Regions from separate parts of the Mus musculus genome. Here region 2 is linked to region 1. Evidence: chromatin contacts called from public promoter capture Hi-C data. All regions are on one chromosome and are shown on one strand. The core of a region is the stretch at or near the end of the contact, and the rest is flanking DNA. Distances in the headings are between cores, read along the strand shown.

The links. Capture Hi-C pulls out chosen DNA fragments and counts their contacts.
Region 2: a contact with region 1 is called in a promoter capture Hi-C map of pancreatic islet. The contact joins two enhancer-like sites. A contact is called at or near these places in 15 of 39 promoter capture datasets (the 3T3-L1 cell line, 3T3-L1-derived adipocytes, cranial neural crest and 8 more), 3 of 484 Hi-C or Micro-C datasets (bone marrow-derived macrophages and embryonic fibroblasts), 7 of 115 datasets of contacts at active chromatin or transcription factors (differentiating embryonic stem cells, embryonic basal ganglia, embryonic stem cells and 3 more) and 3 of 9 other capture datasets (embryonic stem cells, liver and pancreatic islet).

What each region holds. Positions count from the first base shown.
Region 1 is chr8:114,114,422-114,117,802 of GRCm38.p6, forward strand. No RefSeq gene overlaps it. Among named protein-coding and RNA genes, the nearest start is that of Nudt7, 17 kb to the right of the region's middle. Within about 2 kb of position 1,895, at least 30 of the 459 cell types and tissues checked have an H3K27ac peak or open chromatin away from gene starts, as enhancers often do. A contact at or near this core is called in pancreatic islet, where this site is marked.
Region 2 is chr8:114,367,948-114,371,328 of GRCm38.p6, forward strand. Vat1l (vesicle amine transport protein 1 like) reads left to right here. Exons shown (of 9, transcript NM_173016.3): 8 at 1,905-1,988. Among named protein-coding and RNA genes, the nearest start is that of 4933408N05Rik, 18 kb to the left of the region's middle. Within about 2 kb of position 1,549, at least 9 of the 459 cell types and tissues checked have an H3K27ac peak or open chromatin away from gene starts, as enhancers often do. A contact at or near this core is called in pancreatic islet, where this site is marked.

The DNA.
Region 1 (3,381 bases), core at 645-3,144:
TACCCCAGTAGTGTCTCCCTGTGTCTTTCCAATCACCTCTGTTTGAACATGCGACGTTAGCTTATTGGTCACGGCACTCTAATCAAAAAGGATATTGTTCGAAGTGTGTCTGACCTACTCACAAGGGTCTTTGTAAGTAGGCCAAATGTCAGAGCTATGGTCCTGCTGGCTTAAAGAAAACAAGAAGTCTGGAGAGATGGTTCAGTAGTCAAGAGCACTTCCAGAGGTCCTGAGCTCTATTCCCAGCAACCACATGATGGCTCACAACCCTCTCTATACGGTGATCCAATGCCCTCTTCTGGCATTCAGGTATATATACCGACTGAGTACTCAAATACATCAAACTAAGTAAATAAATCTTTAAACAACAACAAAACAATATATCATGTTGTGAATGCAATGCCTATAGTAACTGATAGGGACCCTTGCTGGCAGCCATAGGGAAAATGGCAACCTTCCACCAGAGGGAAGTGAATTCTTCCAGCACCTTCAAAAAGTATAAAAGAGGGCACCAAAGCTAGACATGGGTCATGGTAGCCACTGTTGCTCTGTTAGTTTTCTCTTTGCTGGGATGAAGTGCCTGACAGAAGCCAAATTATGGGAGCTTTCTTTGTCACACAATTAAAGGGGTACAGTCTATCACAGTAGGGAAGATAGCTAGGTCAAGGTGGCAGAAGCTTGCTGCAGGGTTTGTCACACCTCAAATGATCAGGAAGCTGGGAGCTTGGGCAGGAAGTGAACCAGAAAGCAATCCTCCATAGAGGCCCTTTCCCAGTATCACCTCCACCAGCCGGGCCTCCTCCCTCAAAGTTTCTACAACCTCCCTCCCACAGTGCCAACAGCTGTGGCCATGTCTGTGGGGGATTGTCTTAATTGATGATGATGTGGGAGGGCTCAGCCCATTGTGGGTGGCTTTATACATCACTAGGCAAAAGGACCTGGGCTGTAGAAAAAACTCTGAAACTCTGTGTTTCCAGGCAAACTTGGATTCTCTCTCTCTCTCTCTCTCTCTCTCTCTCTCTCTCTGTGTGTGTGTGTGTGTGTGTGTGTGTGTACGTGTACTTCTGCATTCAATAAAATCCAGTGGAGTACTGATACCTTGCTTTTCTTGCCTTCTTATTGTTTAAATCAAGAGAAAAGGGAATCTGTTCCTGCAACCCTAGAGGGCTAATAAATCTCTTGACCCAAAAGACAAACCGCCTCAGTTCTCCCGATTGAATACCAAACCAAAACTTTCCACCTCTAGGGAGTTACAGCTGCATCTCCAACGGAACCACTCAGGCCAGCTTCAGAACATGAGCAAGATGGGGGGTGGGGGGAAGAGAGGGACACAGAACAGAGGGCACGACGACAGGATGACCACACACCTTGGATGGACGCTGCAAGGGCAACCTATGAAGATGATATACCATGTTTGCAAACACCAAGCTGTCCAGTGCTCAGGTAACAACTCCTTCTGAAGAAGTTTCAGCCATGCAGCCCATGACAGATTATTAAAACAGTTCTTCTAAAATGACTTTTTAATTGCGCAATAATATCCTAGCCTCTCCGCCTCCTCAAGTTTTGGGGGAAATGTTTAGAAAGTGTCTGTGTGTCCTAAGAGAAAGACCAGTATAAAATTTTCAAATCACTAGCACTTGGGCTGGCAGGATGATCCCCCAGCCAAGCTGACAGTCACAAGAAACCTGCTTCTAATCTGCCGGGGTTTTCACAGCTGGGGACCTTTTATGCTTTTTCTCTGGGATGGAATGGAAATGAGCTCTGAGAGTCTTTTCTTTTCCCTTTCATGGCCCATTTATCATATCAAAGCCCATTTGTCTGCACACCAGCCTCACCAAATTAGGTAACCCGGGTTCAGGAGGAACAGCTGTTAGCAAGAGGAGTAATCACAAAGCTGATGCTTCATTGTAGCAGCTGCTGGGTAAACACTGTTTCCACAAATATGGCAACTAAGATGCAGGCAGCTAATGGAGAGATCACTGGGGATGCTTAGATTGCAATAGAAACCAAAGCCCTAAATTCTGTTATGGTCCCAGCCCCTTCCTCTCTCCACCTCTCCCTCCCTACCAGCAGCTACCTGCTTGCTTCCTGATGCTCCTTTGCAGCTCAACAGTTCTGGTTCTTTCCCTCAACCAATAGGATCCACTTGAGGTCTGCTTTCCTAAAATCTACCTGTCCTGGTTAGCCTCAATCCTATGTCCTGTTATAATGCATTTCCCTGCTTAAGTGCAAACTTAAATATTTATTTCTGTGAGAGAGGCAACAAAGGAACTCTAGGGTTAGAGCTCTGGGTCTAATGTCTTTGGCACTGTTCGTGCACCAACCTTTACCCCTCCCCCATTTGCTGAGCTGCCTTTTAGATAGACAACTTCAGTTATTGGTTGTACATCTTGGGCTTAACAGATTCTTTTCCAGTTTGGGGGGGGGGGAAGAAGAGGTACAGGTTTACAGATGACACGCTCTGGCCAGGATTTTGGAGCTAGCTAACAAGTAGCTGTGTGAAATAAAAACTCAGGTATAAATTGACAACTGGAAATGCATTTATTTATTTATTTATTTATTTATTTATTTATTTGGCTAAGGATCTATCCCAGGGTCTGGAGCATGCTAGATGATTTTCCATATATAAATATAACTTGGCACCAGATCCAACATTAAATGCATTCCATATATGATTTATCTATTCATTCCCCCCCACCACCACCACCACCACCAAAAAGCCCAACGAGTGAAGTCTAACCATCATCTCTATTTTCCAGACAAGGGAAATGCAGCTCAGACAGGTAGAACAGGTAGAATCTGCCCAGGGCCACCAAGCTAGAAACGGGGGGGGGGGGGGGACGACGACACACACTCCCCATATCTGAACACTATACTGTCCCTTATTGTGTGCCTTCATCCTGTATGTCACTGAATCATGGGACTGATCCATGGATTTTATTATGATCAGTCCCATGATCCAGTGACATACATAAGACTGGCTCTATCAGCAATCAGTCAAGAAAAGGGGAGGGATTTACAGTGCATTATTCTTTACTCTTTGTCCCAGGATCTGAAACCAATAGTAGGTTTCAGACCATCAGTTTCAGAGCCTAGAACAAATATTGACCTCTGATAGATTTTGGACTACTGACCCTTGATAGATTCTGGGAAGAGGAGCAATCACTATCTTTAACTGTGTGCCTACTGCTGAGTCTACTCTGCTCCAGTTGATAGCTCCAAAGCCTTGGTCAGTCAAACAGATGATTGCAACATGGCTGATTGCAACATGTTACAAATGCAAAGAGATAGACATAAATATGTGAGAGAGATTGGAGAAGTGGACAAGAGGAATAGGGAGGTGGCTGTGAGATGGATCAATATGCATTGATCTCAGGACAA
Region 2 (3,381 bases), core at 299-2,798, 250 kb after region 1:
CCACCATGTGGTTGCTGGGATTTGAACTCATGACCTTAAGAAGAGCAGTCAGTGCTCTTCACCACTGAGCCATCTCTCCAGGCCCTGAATGTGAAGACTTTGATTTGCTTTCGTGATTTGCTAGACAGTCGAAGAGCACAGTATCATGTGGTACTTGGTGGAACAAATAATCTAGGAAAAAAAAAAGTCTATGGGGAAATGTGTGTAGGTTCTATGTAGGTTCTATGTTGGAGTCCGTGGAGAGCTTCAGAATCAGCCTCCACAGATGGTCAGGGGTGACCAATGGTACCAGGTTTTATGACCAAGTGTGAAAATACTTCAGAAGTCATCATGTAAATGGAAGGACTCAACTGGTTTGTTTATCGGGGTCAATAATAATAATAATAATTCACAATTACCTGACATTCTCAGTCTAAAAAACAGGTTGTTCCTCATCGCATAGAGACCAAAAAAACTGCATTGGAAAGACCCATGGAATTTATATTAAGTGTTGATTTGACAGCACATGACTGCATAATATTATTTGGATGGTAGAGTCAAAATGCCCTCCTTTTCTCCGCCTGACTTTCAAGGCACACCTGCAAGCCTTCCTTCCCAGCTGTTTTACAATACCTACATTTTTATAGAGATGTAAATAAAAGTACTTCTTTCGGTTTTCTCATTTAGCAAGATTACAAAAGCATTCGATCCTGCCGTGTCTACTTTATAATTAGTGGCATATATCTTTCTTTTCCTTAACAGCTCTGCAACATCCCCACTTGGTAGATGAATGTAAAAAGCCATTGTTTATTTACCCATCCCTTTACTTCGACACATAAGCTGTTTCAGTGTTTTGCCACTAAAAGCAACGAAGTCATTATCTTTTATGTTTTTCTCCCATAAATGGAATTGTGTCTCTAAAGTCCCAGAAAAGCAATTTGAACACAAACATTTTAATGGTTCTGTGAGTTTGGATTCAAATGAATAGCAAGAAGCCTTTGATTTTCAAATAAGCAAACATTTCTCCATCAGCCACAGGCTGAGTTCCCTATGCGCAGTTAACGATGTCTGACTTTTTTTTTTTTAATGTCAGAGCATCTAACCTTGAAGCTGAAGGAACAAGAGTATTAAAATTGTGAGACTTTACAAAAATATTTAGACTCAACCTATTTTAAGTTTTTATAAATTGACTTTTGTGAGGCAAGAGATGTTGCATCCCGTTTAGATTTCACTTGAGACATACATGGAGGGCAGGCAAGGTTCAGTGTCTTCTCTATTAATCCCCACAGCGCCCCCTGCAGTTCATGTTCTGCACAGCAGCAAAAAGAAAGGCTCAGAACAAATGGACTTTCCTTTCGCAGGTGATCACTGTCCCCCATCCTTGTCCCCATCCGGTCCCGCAGTGACATTCGTGAGTCTGATAAGCGCCTGGACGTGGGAAAGGAAACCATAGGTCCTTGTTTCTAGGGAAGATGCTCCTCTAACGAGAGTGCCGCTAGGTAGAAGCAGTTTTACCCCAGCAACTAGAAAGCTAAGGGATTTCGCAAATGCGGGTTTTGCCCTGGTAACTAGCTTATTTAGCCAAAAATTATGAAGCAGAGTTACGTAACACTTAAGTAGGCAGGTCTCAAACCCTCACAAATACTCTCATTGTTTAACATTCTGCCAGACCATTCTGACTTATAAAATATATATTTATCCTTTCGTTGTGAAAACTACAACCCTTATTTTTCAGACCCAGAAGACTTACAGGACAGGTCAGCATGTGTGACTGACAGGAGTCGATTGAATAGATTTGCGCCACAAAAAGTTGCTGGCTGAACCACTATTTGAGCTGTAGCGCCCTCTGGTGGAAGGCGGGTGGATTGCCTTCTTCGGGCACATTTTCCTGATTTCACTCATGTCTCTCATGTCTTGTGCCCCAGGTAAAAGAGGCCATGCAGCGCATCCACGACCGAGGGAACATCGGGAAGTTAATTCTGGATGTGGAAAAGACGCCGACCCCGCTGGTAAGTGGAACGTAGAGGGAACTACCCAGCTCAACACCAAAGACAAACCGATGGATCGTCAGAAGTAGTCAGAGCTGGTGTCCGAGGAAATACAGGCAGTTTGCAAGCTCTCCCATGATGCCAGAATGAGGGATTAGCCACGGACTAATGAAAGTGGAGATGGAAAAATTAAAGTGTTTGAGAAAGACAGGAAAATTGCTGAGTGGGGACAGACAGAAAATGGATAGGAAAAAACCAAACATTTACAACTGTTATGTCTAGGCACCAATGCAAAGGCTTCCTAGCTAATCTTAATGCACATACATGGACCCAACAGATTGGTGCTCACTACCTTCAGGATTCTTCTGGTATTCCTCTTGAATTCACTTGCTTTCGTCGGGAGAAAATCCTAATATCCAAGCAACCCACAAGAATACAGCACATAAGATTTACCTGGTCCCAAACTAGCATCTTTGGGGGACAGATGGCATAGGATGTAGCCTTGAACCTCTGAGTGCTTGCATTCAAAGCTGGGTTCTCAGTCCCATTTGCAACCTGGGAAAGTTTAGCCCACCACCTTTGGTCCTATTTATAAGCAAGAGACTGACAGGTTCCTCTCAGTCAGTTAGAAAGGCAGGTGCTGAGTATGGCCCACCCCTCTAAGTTCTAGGTAGGCCAAACAAAGAAAGTATGGAGGTTTGTGCAGCAGTATCTGCCACTTTCAAGAAATAGAAGTGAAATAAGTAAAATGATCTATGGTTCTCAGCCCAAGTGTATGTTTTCAGAAACAGATTCTTGTCTTCTATAGCTTAGGTGTACCGCAATTTCACTCCACACAAGAGAGTTAAAGGAAGGGTCATTTGTGCCACTTACATTGCTGATAACAACATGAATATAGTTTTTAAAAATATGACATCACAGGACTATTGAAGTAGGGAATGATATTGTGGAATTAGGAAGGAAGAGCTAGGGTCCAAGGACTCCCACGCAAATACACTGTGGTCTACGTAAATATGTCTCTTTCAGTACCGTGCATAGAAGGTTCTAGAGCTGCCCTGGCCAACTATTGCATTTAAACAAACTATCTGGCACTGGCTTTCCATGCAAAGGCAATGCCTGTCTCCACGAACCCATGATGTTCTGATGGTCCTTGGTCTAGGGTTAGGTTTACTTGACCAAGGGTCAGAACCCGTCACATGAAAACCAAAAGATGCTCCCATTTGGGCCAACAAGAGCTCAGCTCTACCCCTGTTGAGTTATAGTTCCTGTTTTCTGAGAATGTTCTTACCCTGACACCCAAAGGAAGAAAGAGACAGTGAAGCATGGGTATTTGAAGCGTCAGTGGTAGGGAAGATGTCTCATCCCTTCTAGATGGAAAGCTAGAATTGAAGGGATGACAACATGAAGTCAAGCT